2 separate regions of the Anas platyrhynchos genome follow, and region 2 is linked to region 1. A link is a contact called in public Hi-C data. All regions are on one chromosome and are shown on one strand. The core of a region is the stretch at or near the end of the contact, and the rest is flanking DNA. Distances in the headings are between cores, read along the strand shown. Region 1 overlaps ZMIZ1 (zinc finger MIZ-type containing 1). Region 2 holds the start of ZMIZ1 (zinc finger MIZ-type containing 1).

Region 1 (6,955 bases), core at 2,273-4,772:
TGATGGTCACAAGGGTACCGACTCCTCCCTCCCATTTCAGCTGCATTCAAAACAACTACAAATACATGAAAGTTTCTTTAATGATATTTGCCAATACAAGGAAATGCCACGGGGATGTGATTAAGAGTAAAAGAGGAGATGAGCCACATGATAGTGTAAGGAAAGGCAGCTGGTCCACAAAACAATTAAGATGTTGACCAAATATTTGAAAAGCTCTAAACAGCACTGGAAGTAAGGCAAAGATGAAACTACCTATTGCTTTACAAAATACTTAAGATATCTTCAACAAAAAAAAACAGCAGTAGAAAAAGTTAACAGAAGACAGGGGGGAGGACAAAAAATGCAGAGCATCTACTATCTGCTTTTTCATTCTGTACAACAGCTGGACATGAGATATTGAACACATTATTGAAACTACTGTTCATTTCTACTCAGGGATTTCTCCTTTGTTTATTATAAATGCACATTTATTGGCAGCAAGTAGAACATATTATTGCTGTGTTTTATAGCTCAAATGGCTCATGCAAAGAGTAATTTGTTTGTATTCCGTATCACGATCAATAGCTGTACCAGGGATAGCCCGAGGAATGTTTATGCTGAGGGCTTTGCTTGCAGTGTTTTGTTGTTGCAATCAATTGACCAAACAGGACTGCTTCTTAAAACAACAAATAAACTTTGATAGTGACCAGATCAGTCGTTAAAGCATAAAGCATGAAGCAGCGTCTGGAAAAAGACTGAAGGCCCCCAAGTATTTCTTACTGCCGGCTGGTCCGTAAAGCCTTCTTACCTGAGTATTCCCCACCGGCCTTTCTTCCTCTCAGTAGCTGGGGCACGTTTCCTCAATGCCCTCACATAACAAGATCCAGTTTCCTGCAATAAAAGCACAGGCACATCATACTTCCGTTCTCCTGAGTGACACGGTAGCATTTGAAAAAGCTCGCTGCGCAGATCTGAGATAAATGAAGGACATTTAGGAGTCCCAGGAACAAGTCTGGAGCACCAGATCTGAGACTTGGTCCACAATTCCAGCTACCCCCAACTCTGGAGAATCACTTCAGCAGTTTAAGCCTTACAGGTTTTCTTGTCCATAAAAAAGAGATGAGGAAAAGATAGCAGGATTCTGTTGAGGTTTAAACCAAAGTTTACCAACAGTAAATGGTCTTTTTTTTTTTTCCCTCCAGTTAAAAGTCATCTTGAAGTCTCTTCCGTTCTCTTTATACAGGCACTCACCGACTGCTACAGGCTAAGTGCCATTAAAAAAATAAACAACCCCCCTAACTCTGCTTAAATGGATACACCAAAATACCTCAAAAACACCATCCTGACTGTAGCAAAACAAAGCAAGCTTATGAATTACATTGGCACAGCACCGCAACTTCTAGGAAATGCTTTTTAATTATAAAGAAATACTGTAAAGGGAGACTGCAGAATGTTTACGGGCACTGTGTATTTTGTTACATGCTGTTTCAGCAGTCAGACAAGGTGTCCTTACAGGCTGACGCTGCCAGGCTCTAGAACTCAGCACATACTGAAGAAAGGAACACGATGAGTACATTTTGCTTCTCTTTTGACTAAATTCCAAGTAACTTCCACGCAAGAGAATTTTTCACTGAACAGGAAAAAACAAGTCTGGTGGAAAAAAATAACGTGCAACTCATGGCCAGTGCAGAACCTCCACAATGACCAGCAATGGAAGCAGGCACTTGGATAACCTCATGTGATGCAAAAGTCACAGGTGACCAACAACAAAGCAGAAAAACTTTGAGTTTTTCACAGAACTTGTTACTTGCAGCAACATTTGTTACGCAATCTTATTTACCCTCCTCACTGACAATTCACAATGAATAAAAACATGTCTGAAAAACATATGCTAGAAACAGTCATCCCATCACTGGTATGTATAGTGCCACCAAGGGACAATCTGCTTCAGATGGGAACTCTGCTGTTCTCGGCCCGCAACAAATGGCAATTCTAGAAAAGTTACACATTGACAGGCACCCTGGGTGAATGATTGGCTTTTAAGGCCTCATTGAACTGTGACTGTTTTCCCCCAGAACATATTTATTCTCATCCAGAAGTTTTCCCCAGTGCTTTTGTTCTGCTTATACAAGCCAGGGGAAACATGCTAATTGATTCAGATTTAGTACGTGTTAACATGACTTTCTCAACTAACGCAGACTAGGTCTTTAATTAAGTCTGAATTAATTATTTATCTAACTTCGTTCCTCCCGCCAAAGGATCAACTTTTGTTCCACCCACCCCAGGAGCTGGGTACTATCCCAGGCTCTGCCGGTGCGACGGGACAGGACCTCAGCAAGTCGGGCTGCGGCGTTTGCTTGGCAGCTTCAACTCTGCCTCTCACTTCTCCCTCCTGGACGCTCGCTTCCAAGCCTGCAGTTGTGCAGCTGCACGGTTAGCTGGATCAGGGAGCTCATTTCCTTCAGCATGCTGTCTCATAAACAGCTGTGCCAACTCAGCGCAGGGAGCGGGCACGAGGGCAGGAGTGCTCAGCCGTGATGGCAGAGGGTAGATCAGAGGCTGCTTAAACCAGCTTAAACTGCACTGCTGTGAAATGGGAAGCCAACGCTTCGCTCCACTCTTTTGTGCATTAGTTCCTCCATCTGCAGAACTGGCACCACAATTCCTGTTTTGTTTTATAAAGCACCTCTGAAAAGGGCCATCCCATTAACATTTCGGTGAATTCACATCACAGACCACCCACTCCTTTTGCAAATCAGGTCCAAGCTTCCCTGGCATGGTCCCCACCAGCATCTGCTCCATGCTTTCACCCCGCAACCTGCTCAGAGGCCAGACCATCACCCCTGCCTGTTCCTGGGCCCTCGTGCCAGCCCCCAACCCTGCCAGCATGCTGGGCAGGGGTTTGCTCTCAACTGCATTCAGCCTATGGAAAAAAAAAAAAAAAAAAAAAACATGCAGCTTTTTTGAATGCCTGATCAGTTCTCTCAGACTATTTCTAGGAAGATCCTCAAGCCAGTCACACTGGCACAGTTTGGGGGTAGGGGGCTATGCCTTGAAAATGAGAATAGATGGGTGGGGGAAGAGGAGACAACTGGAAACACCGTAAAACCAGCATCAACAACCTTGCCTGGTGTCAAACCACAGCCTCGCTGCGGTGCAGTGCACTGCCTCAATTTCTCATCGATCCCCAGTTCGCATCCTGTAATACAGCTGACTGAGAGGGCTCGGGGAAGAGCCAAGAGCTTCATGAAAGCATCCACCAAACAGCACAGGATGGTGAAGCTGCCGGGATGAGAGCTGGGGAACAGAGGGGAGCCCGCAGCTCCAGGCACAGCCAGCAATTCCTGCGCGTATGGATCCAGCAGAGGGAGCACAAAAACAGGAGGTTTATTTCTTGGCCAAATGTTTTGGCTATGAAACACTGGATGTTTGAAATCCCAGGCACTTTGTATTAGATTATTTCTATAGTAATGCATGTGTGGTGCATTACAAACGCATAATAGACAAAACCCTTGCTCTGAGTAGATTACACTGTAAAAATCAATACAGCGAAAGAGACAAGCAGCACACGCAGCACGGGCTGTGGAGGCTGAGAGCAGGAGGGAGAGGCAGCACAGCAGGGCTGCCAGCCCTGGCGATTTGATCATGTCTCCTGCAATAACAGGAATTTTTCCTACAGCCAGCTCTCCGATGTCCCACCATCACACGGAAACCTCAGCTTTCAGCTTCTCTTTGTTTTGCTGTTGTTGCTTGTTCGTTTTGAAGGTGCTATTTCTAGGCTTCCAAGGGGAAAACCAAAGCTGCAGAGGTCATCAGGCATGCCCTAAAGCCTCAAAAACTCCCTCTCCCCTCCCTGCCTGGCCTCCTCCACTGCCCCAGCCCCGGGCTGTCCTTGCTCCCCGTGGGGTGGCCACGGCCTCTCAGGGCTCCTGCGGCCCCTGCCACCACTGCCAACTGAGGTCCAACGTACTGCACTGTTTCAGTGTTTTGCTTTTAAGACCAAGGCCTTGGTTCTTGGTGTTTTTGCAGAGGTGGAGGAATGGAAAAGGTTGGCATATATGCAGGACACAGCCAAAGCACAGCACATAGCTTTATGATTAAAGCATGAGAGAAGCAGTGAAAGGGGACTGGAAGAAGGCCAACAAGGAGGCGATGCAGCCCATCTTCAGGCCTCCAAAGGCCCAGCTGCACCACCACCCTTCCCCCTGCCATCTCACCGTGCCCTGGTCCCACCAAGTCACCCCTTCACCAACAGATCTACCTGGGGCCCCCAATGCCTCCTCAGCCCCTGGGGACCTTGCTGCTAGCCTCAGTGCTCAGCCTCGGCTGGGTTCAAGCAATAGCGAGGAACTCTAATCCAAAGGACAACCCAGAGTAAAACCTGCAGTTGTCATACACAAAATGCAACTTGAGCTCTACATACCCAAACAAAAATAAAGAGAGCAAACAAAACATGCACACAGAAATACCTAGAAGACAGAAATACTGCCAAGACAGACAATTAAGTGTGCTGTACAATCCTATTATGGAAACACATTAGGCAGGTGCACTTCAGGGTTTTTTCCTCTTTTCATGAATTATTCCTGAGTTCTAGCATTATCCTCCTTAAGCTGCAGTATGTTCAAGCTTGGAATTCCTGTACAACCGCGGTGAAACAGTGTGTGGGCAACCCCAGCTCTCACGTATCCCGGGCTGCAACTGGGTCAGAAGTGAAGAACACAATGTGCTGCGCTTCCTACATAGCTCACTGGTCAGCAAGAGAACTTCTGCCACACGGAAAACACACGAACTTCTAGACATGTTTAAATATTAAATGCTGTCCTCATCAGTTAGTGTAGCCCTTGATCAGCTCAGGAGTTTTTAGAAACTTGGGTGTGTGTATGGCTGATGAGCATCTGATGCTGTCTTCTGCTAAAACATCTGCTAGCTCTGTATGAAGGAGAGGCATAAAGTGTTGCTCAAGTAAGCAATACACACTAGGTGCTTTCTGGGAGAAAAAGAGAGACTAAGCTCACAGCATCGCAGAAATGTAAACCAAGATCACCTTGCCCTGCCAAGGGTGTTGTGCTCCCTTCCCGGGCAGCAACAGGGCAAGGAAGGGGATCAGAGGTGGGAGGAAAAGATGTGGAGGGGCAGAAGTGATGAGGGTGTCAGAGGGATGGTGGCTTCAGAATGACAACTGTCAACTTTGCCTAGGCTTGGCCCCCTCTAATCCTCAGCAAAACAGAACCCAAAAAGCACACCAACCCATCCCACCAACACACAGCGTCTGCTGGCTACAGCACGGATGTAAACCGAAGGGCAGAAATCTGCCTCCAAAGCGGGGCAGAAGAAGGCAGCCACACTGCCCCTGAGTGTCCCCATCTCCCCTGTGTCAGTGGGTCACCGGCAGACAGGCCGTGGGGCCGCAGAGAGTGCTTTGCTCCAGGCTGCCAGGCTCTGACATGGTGCCCAGCTCGCGGCTGCCATGCGTGGCGCCCTGTTACCACTGGCAGGCCTCCGGGGAGGCAGGCGGCCTGCTATGGGGCAGAGCGGAAAAGCAATGAGAACTTGCAGTTTTGCTTGTTTTTTCCTATTTTCCACTGGGGCAAAAGCAAAAGGTTTGTTTACTCAGTCACCACTTCCTTGAGTTTTTTTCCTCTGTGTGGTTTTTGTTTTTTAATATACCTTTAATTCAGTTTAATGATTCCTTTAAAGCAGAAGTGGAATCAATCTCAAAATTACATTAGACATTATTTGAAATGCACAAAATAACGAGCACACCTTTTTTCAGATGCAGCTTGTGACTTCCTCACTTTGAGACATAAGGGGATTTTAGGGCTGTGTCACACTCCTTGAGCATAAGACCTGATGGCAGCAATAAGCAGTGCTACGATCTTCAGTTTACAGCACCAACAGCAAAACCCTTTGCCTCTCCTGGCTTGCTCCACTACAACCCCATTTCTTGGACAACAACTTTCCCGAACCCCTTCCCTTTCCCCTGCCACATGTGAGGCCCAGCTTGGTCCAGCACACCCGAAGCCACCGGGCTGCCACCACTGTGGCCCCGGCAGCCCCCCGGTGCTGTGGCCTGAGGCGCAGCAGGGACAAGAGGTGCTGTGACCTCTCTGCGTGGGGCTGTCAGACATGAGCTCCTGCCTGCCCGGCCGGGCTGCTCCTGCTGTGGCCAGAAGCAGCCAAGGACAGCCCAGGGGCAGCCAAGTCCAGCACAACCCCAGCGTGTGGCTCGCCACCATTTCCCAAGTGACCGTCCCCACCTGAGCTGCAGCCGGCAGCAGCGTGCTGGGCTGCGTGTTTGTGAGAGAGGAGCGCGCTGCCAGCTCGCTAGCGTAAGATAATGAGCACTATTAACCTTGGCTTGCGCCGAGCCATTGTTCTGGAGGTTGGACACCTCTTGAAAAATCCCATTATTACAGACCATTTGCCATCTATTTCCATAGCAACTTTTTTTAGTTTATTTTGTTCTGTTTTAGAAAAAAAATTCCCCTTCCCTTTCCCTTCTATCCTATTGTACTTACACAGCCTCAAACAATAACCCACTCGAGCGCGGCCATGGAAGTGGTTTGAAGGAACAAAGGCTGCTGCTGGCATAACCAGTGCAGCCGACTCCCTGTGTACAGCTGCCTGCATGCCCTGCGCAGCTCCGCGCGGCACAGAAGCTGCCGATCCCCTGTACTTCTGCTGCGTGCTGGATACAAAATAAGCTGTGCGCAGGAGGAGCCAATAAAATCATATTGAAGCATCGACTGATGGTGCAGGTGAGTCACAAGCGAGTTCTGCAGCTAGTCCTGCTAAAAGAAGGGCTGCGAGGAGGCTGGGTGACCTGGAAAGAAAGCGGTGTGCACGATCAGGACGAATGCGAACCTCACCGGAGGGAGGAGGCGCAGCAGCAGGAGAGCGTCGCAGGCTCCGCACAAGGAGATTATTGCCACATCTAGCAGTTAGCACCCACCCAAGTAGTGTGCCATCAACTTAA
Region 2 (6,467 bases), core at 1,708-4,207, 110 kb after region 1:
GTTATGAATGGAAACGCGCTGCACAGAGCCCTCTCCTTTCAGCTCCCCGTAACCACTGCCATCAGTACAAATCCTAGGTTATGCCGAAACTCATCTATTATCTTCTGTGGGTTTCTTAAAATATTCTAAAAACAGAGTTCTGTACCGCACGGTGACTGCGCTTCTCAGACAGCTCCAAATACTGTGTGTATACATACATACACACACAGCAACTCGCTTCTTTCCTGAAGCAAAGTTTTCATTGATCCTTTGCCACAGCCTCAATTATTGTTTCTAATCATTATCAGCGTTTAAGGTATTGTGGGCTGTAAACAATGCAAACAATAACGGCATCTGTCCCTGTTATGAGTGCCACCGGCAGGTTAGATACCTACATCGACTGGTCCTGAGGGGGTTCTTTTTCAATTCTCCGAGCCCAAACTAAGTTTAACTTACAATTTACAGAGTAATCTTTAAATCTGCCACCTTTTGAGGTAGTATTATCTTGAGTAGATAAAATCGTGAGTCTGTCAATTAAACCCCAGGGAATTTTTCATTGTTTTAAGCTGTAATCCGAAAGTCACTTAATTCTCTAAAGCTTTTTTTTTTTTTAAATAAAAAAAAAATCAGAAATTCGGTAACATTCCTGGTCATCTTCACACTTGCGGGGAAAAAAATATACTCGTCATTTGCAAATTAGACATATGTAAAAAAAGAAAATAGAAGAAACGGAGGCATTTTCCTAAGACGTTGTAAAAGTAAAGATAGAAATAAAAAAGGTCCTTGACTCGGGGATATTTAGGGGATTTCAAGTCATGTTTTCCATAATCTCATTTAAAAAATAAGCGTCCTTTTTCTCTCTCCTCCCCCCAACTCGGCGGAAAACAGCCACCAAACGCACTCAACTAGCCTCAAAGTCACACGTGCTCCATTGCAGATCTTGCTTTCAATGTGTCTTTTGTTTGATGGCTGGTGTTTCAACATCCTCAACTTGAACAGAAAAAGGTCAGAGCAAGTCTCCTGGCATTCACAAACCTGAATCGGGCCCCGCCAAGAGAAGATTGATGCCACAGTAAATTTCCCTCTATCGAGAGAAGGAAGTGGAAGTTTGAATCGCAGACCAACTACGTTTGTTCGCCAGACCCTCGTTCTCCCAGAGACCGTCAGCGGAGCGTAATTTTGCTCGACTCCTTTGTGAAACTTTCCTGCTGCTGCTGGCAGCGCTCTCGGAGCCCTGCCACCGTGCCCCCGCTGCAGCGGCACGGCGCCTGCAGCCCGCAGAGCTGCGAGCCCGGCATCCCGGCCCCGGGCCCTTTCTTCTCCCCGTCCTGCCCTCGCCTGGCTCCCGTTTGGTCGCGCTGCCCCAGCCGAGCAGAGGCTGCCCCAGGTCGGCCGCTGCCCAAGGCCAAGGTCCACCCGGCAGCCCCGGGGGAGCTGCTGCTGCTGGGGATTCCTTAAAAGCTCTGGCACTTGAAGGCGCTTGGAGCTGCTCAAGCAGAGCTGGGAGCCAGAGCCCTGCCACAGCATTAATGGGCTTTTGCCCTTTTAAATTTTATAAGCCTGTCGCCTTTCTGATGCGCGGAGTTGTATTCAGAGCCCTAAATGGCCACTGCGCCTGTGAAAGCCAGCCCGCAGAGGTAGCACCCTAAAACCACCGCGGGTCATTCATCTCCCCCGCTCTCCCACTGTCTCTTAGGAAACCTTTGATAGAGCATTTGTTCAGCCTGCCAAGTTAAATCCTCTTCTCCCGTCTCAACGCATTGAAAAACGCACTCGCGACACCCGCTCCGCTCCGGCCTGCGGACCCCGGCCGCCAACCCCCGGCCCCCCCCGGCCCCGCCGCGCCGCCCGCAGCCCCGCTCGGAGCCTGCCCCTCGCTTTACCCCCGCCGGGTGTGGGGGGGGGGGCAAAACCCCCCGAGCCTCCCCCAAGCCCCCCCCGGCGCCGCGGGAGCCGACCCCCGGCGGGGCGCGGCGCAAAGTTTGCAGCCCCCGGCGCGGCTTCGCAGCGGCCCCGCCGCCCCCCCCCCACCCCCCCGCTGCCGGCCGCAGCCCGGCGGCCCCGCGCCGTGTTTACATTCCCGGAGCGGCTCCGCCGCCGCTCCCCTCGCTTTGTGCGGCGGCCGGGCCGGGCCGAGCAGAGCCCAGCCGAGCCGAGCCGGGCCCCCCCGGACAGATGCACCGGGGGCAGGGCAAGGCCAGCGGGGGGGGGGGGGGGGGGGGTGACCGCCGGCGGCTCCTTCCTGCCGCCCGCCGGGGAGGCCCCGCTCCCGAGCCGGCCGCCAGCAGCTCGCCCCCGGGGCTCGCCCCCCCGGCCCCGGCCCCCTTTGTTTTGCCGGCCCCCGCCGCCAACTTCGCCCCGGGCCGGGCCGGGCCCCCCAGGGGCGCTCCCCGCGCTCCCCCCCCCCCATTGTCCGCGCCCCCTGCCCGGGGGGCTGCGAGCGGCGCCCCCCAACTTACCCGGCTGGGCTCGGCACCAGGCAGCGTCCTCGCTCCCCCAGCGCTCCGCGGCTCTAGCGGGGTATTCCGCCAGGCAGATTGTTTTATTCCCCCTCTCGCCCGGCTCCCCCCGCCCCCCCACCCCGGTCCTTTTTTTCTCTCCCCTCTCTCTCTGCTCTCCTCTCTCTCCCCGTCCCCTCTCCCCCCTCTCCTCGCCCACGGCAGCGAGCGGCAGCGCGGTGCCGGCGGTGAGTAAGTGAATCAACTCGCAGGGCGCACGGCAAGTTGGAGTGTCGGGTTACACGGGCTGCTCCGTGCCGCCGGGCCACGCTCGGTGGCTGCTGGCAAAATCTGTCCCAGATTCCTATCGGAAAGGGAGCTGCCTCCTGCGGGGATGGTCCCCCCCCCGGCACACTCACACACACACACACACACACACACACACACACGCTCACGCCGCCCCAAGTTCGGGGCTGGGAGGCGAGTTAAAACATCGCCAATGTCGGGCTGACGGCGGGGAGGCGCGGCGGAGGCTGCCTGGATTGCACGCACAAGAAAAAAAAAAAAAAAAAGGAGAGAGAAAACCCTTCCACTGCGCGAACCCCAGGCAGGAGAACACCCCCCCCCCCTCCCCGCACCTCCTCCTCCTCCTCCCCCCGCCTGCCACGGGGGAAAGCCGCCCGGGAGCCCGCCCGCCGCCGAGCATGCGGTGCCTCCGCTGCGCGGTACCGATCGCTGTTTATTGGCTTCGTGGCTTGTGTTTGTGCACGGCCATGGGGACAAGCTGCCGGGCGGGCAGGGGGCAGCTGCTCCCCGGCTCCCTGACACCCCACGGGGCCCCCCCCGGGTAGGGGCGGCTCGGGAGCCCCCCGCCCGCAGCCGCCCTGCTCCCCGGTGCCCCCGGACAATCAGCGCTTTACGAGGCGCTGCTAATGAGGCGAGCCGCCCCCAGACCCCCCCAATTCCCCCCCACACCCCGCAGCCCCGCCCCGTGCCCGCCCCCCTGCTCGCAGCCCCGGGGGGGGGCACACAGCGGGGAGGGCAGCACCGCCCCCCCCCCCCGATCCCCGGCGCCCGCCCCCCGCCCCCGGGGCGGCTGCCCCGCCGCTCCGCTCCGCTCCACCCCGCGCGGCTCCGGCTCCGCTTTTTGCGTGCGGCCGCGGCGCCGGCCGGGGAGCGCCGAATAACAAAGGCGAGCTGGAGAGCGGCCGCCGCGCGGCCTGCCAGTGACGTCAGCGAACAATGCCGCTGCCTGCCAGCCGGCCGCGCGCGCCCCCGCGCCGAGCGCGCCCCCGCCGCCGCCGCTCCCCCCCTCCCCTCCCCTCCCCTGCCGGCCCCTTAAAGGCGCCGCGCCGAGCAGGCGGTGCCTGAAAGCAGCGGGGCAGCGCTCAGACCGCGCTCACTGGGGGCTGGCCGCCTCCACAGGGGCTCCAGGGGCAGGCGGGGAGCAGCAGCAGCAGCGATGGCAGCGGCTGAGGAGACGCAGCCCGGCTCCTACGGGGAGTTCCGCCTCAAACTCCTGCTGTGCTCGCCCTGCCTGCGCCGAGCCGTCACTGCTGCCAGGCTGGTGCCAAGGGCTGCATGGGGCCAGGGTCTGAGCACCCAGCCCCTCACCCTGCACAGAGACCCGGGGAGCTGAGAGGGGCACAAGCACCGGGCAGCCGGCACCCATGGCACCCTCTGCCAAGGATCGGGGCTCTGGCTTACAGCACCGTTACACCCTTCTAGCTTCAGCAGGGCGACTTGAGTCGTTTGGCAAGGAGAATAAAGCCTTTAAAAACATGATGTGGCGAGGTAGCACTGAGATCCAGGATGCACGCCTTCAAGAGTCAAGGATACAGCTCAAAAAAACAAAACCGAGCTGAAAGAATAGGAAGAGAAGGCATGGCATGTGATTGTAACGTACTGAGAAGGAACTTAACATATGTGAGCTGAGGAAACGCAGCATTGTAAGCGTGCTATTTATGTAGTGCCCACAGTGCGCTTCTACAGGGACATAAACACTCATCGCCCCACTGCACGCTGATCTGTCCTACACCAGGAGACAGCGCCCTGTCAGAGCCAAACAAACATAAATTCGAGAACCAAGCACATCTCAACTTTGAGAAATCTCAAACTGGAATTGGATCTGGAATAAAGTCACTCAACTAGTCTAAGCCTTTCTCCTAAAGCTCCAGATCTTCCTGCAGCTGAGATTGATAGATAGGGGATTCAGTCACTCCTGCTGTTAAACTTACTTTTTTCCCCTAGCTACACCATACAGTTTCAGGATTAGAAACCTGAAGGAAACAATACATTCCCCAGCATTTTAACTTGGACAAGGTTTTCAAGCAGAAAATAATTATCAAAGCTGGAAGATAGCCAGCATGCTATGTGCAACACCACACTCTTACAAAAGAGTACCCAAGGATTCTGAATGACCACAATTTCTTTATCTGCTCCAAATAATGCAGTCGAGTAACCCTATGTAAAACCAAACAGGCACATAACTACCCCAAAATCATTTCACTTAGTATGTTAGCAGAGCTGTCCACAAGGCAGATTCTCATTTCATAGAGGGAAGAAACATCACTGCCTTTCTATCATTTGACTACCTAATACCAGATTTTGACAGTAAGCAGGTCTTCTTGGAGCCTGACTGAATTTTAATTGTGAACGATAATGAGATTTAAAGAGCGACAAATGCAGCCATTTGTAGAGCACGAATACTGAAGTCTGAGACCTACTTCTGTCTCTCCCCTGTGCTTCAGCTCTTCCCCATCAGGCAGGGAAGGCGACTAACACCACTAGCACCAATTGGACAACATCGAGGTTGAACCCTGGCCTGAGTTTGTGTGAAAGGTTTTAGTCTGAACTAGCCAGCCTGACAACATGAAAGGAAAGCAATGACTAAAATGTTATTGTAAGGATAAGGAGAGCAAGGACTGCTCCAAACCAGAGAGAGCTTGCCAGAACATCATAATGCCTTCTAACACAGCTAATCATGCTAAGTAAAATGTAGCCTGAAACACACTCAGGACTAGATTCTCAATGGATCCTTTTATTTAGAGTTGGTTAGAAAAAAAAATTACACCACATCCTATTTTGTGCCACAAGAGATTGTTAATACAGTTTGTGAAAAAAAATGAATTCATAAAATATGAATAAATAACGATAAGTTGTTTACAGTAGTAAACATTCTGGGGCATGGGATTTTATTCAGTAATTGCCATGTTGGTCATAAAACATGCCCGAGAGCCCAGAGTACTACTTTATTGCATTTTACAGCAACAATTTGCCTCTTGATTTTTCCCTCCTTTAACAGACACTGTGGTCTTCTGCTTTAAGGAGAGGTAAAACAACAAACAAAACAAAAACAAGCTTTTCTGTGACCATACACTCCACAGGCCTGTGTATAAAGAGCATAAAAGACCATCAAGGCTTGAACTGTGTTCAGTGAAGTGCATGAAACAAACAGACTGTTTTCCTCACTGTTTGGGGGACTACACAAGGGAGAAGGAGCAGAGAGGAGTTTCCTTGTAAGGCTCTTCCTCGGAGGTACGACAGGCAACTAATTCCTTACAGCTGAAGAGCAGAATAAATGCAAAAACTGGAGACAACAGGAAGAGGTGCGGTCCCTAATGCATCACTTACTGTTTCATTGTCCATGAGCCAACAGAAGGAGGAGAAATTCACGGAGAACTACTGAGTTAGCCGACTTCCTAACGCTCTGTATTTCTACATGAAGTAATTTCTATGAGAGAGGAAGCAAATGTTGTACAAGAGATCATTTGTGGGCTGGAACATTTCTTCTTTCCAAGATTAATTAAGATAAATAATTCATTTAGAAACACCTGTAGTAGACATTCAGCTCGACACAGCAACCGCAAGGACTCCCTCTTTATGCAGCTAATTCTAACTCCAAGGAAAGTGCAGCTGCGATAGAAATTGGGGGATTCCGCTCAGGTGAACCACAGATGTGAGGGAAGGTACAGATACTGATGCAGCACAGTTACCTCACACTCGGGATTATGAACCCACAGGTAATCAAGAATTGATGGTGTTACACTA

What was found. A called contact is a pair of places that touch in the nucleus more often than the background predicts.
Region 2: a contact with region 1 is called in a Hi-C map of subcutaneous adipose tissue, with 3 times the contacts expected there. The contact joins the promoter of ZMIZ1 here to the enhancer-like site in region 1. A contact is called at or near these places in 6 of 8 Hi-C or Micro-C datasets (F5 follicle, liver, skeletal muscle and 2 more).

What each region holds. Positions count from the first base shown.
Region 1 is chr6:16,076,644-16,083,598 of IASCAAS_PekinDuck_T2T, forward strand. It overlaps ZMIZ1 (zinc finger MIZ-type containing 1), which reads right to left. Exons shown (of 22, transcript XM_072039497.1): 3 at 788-870. Among named protein-coding and RNA genes, the nearest start is that of ZMIZ1, 110 kb to the right of the region's middle. Within about 2 kb of position 3,523, at least 5 of the 8 cell types and tissues checked have an H3K27ac peak or open chromatin away from gene starts, as enhancers often do. A contact at or near this core is called in F5 follicle, small yellow follicle and subcutaneous adipose tissue, where this site is marked.
Region 2 is chr6:16,190,909-16,197,375 of IASCAAS_PekinDuck_T2T, forward strand. ZMIZ1 (zinc finger MIZ-type containing 1) reads right to left here and starts at 2,958. Exons shown (of 22, transcript XM_072039497.1): 1 at 2,439-2,958.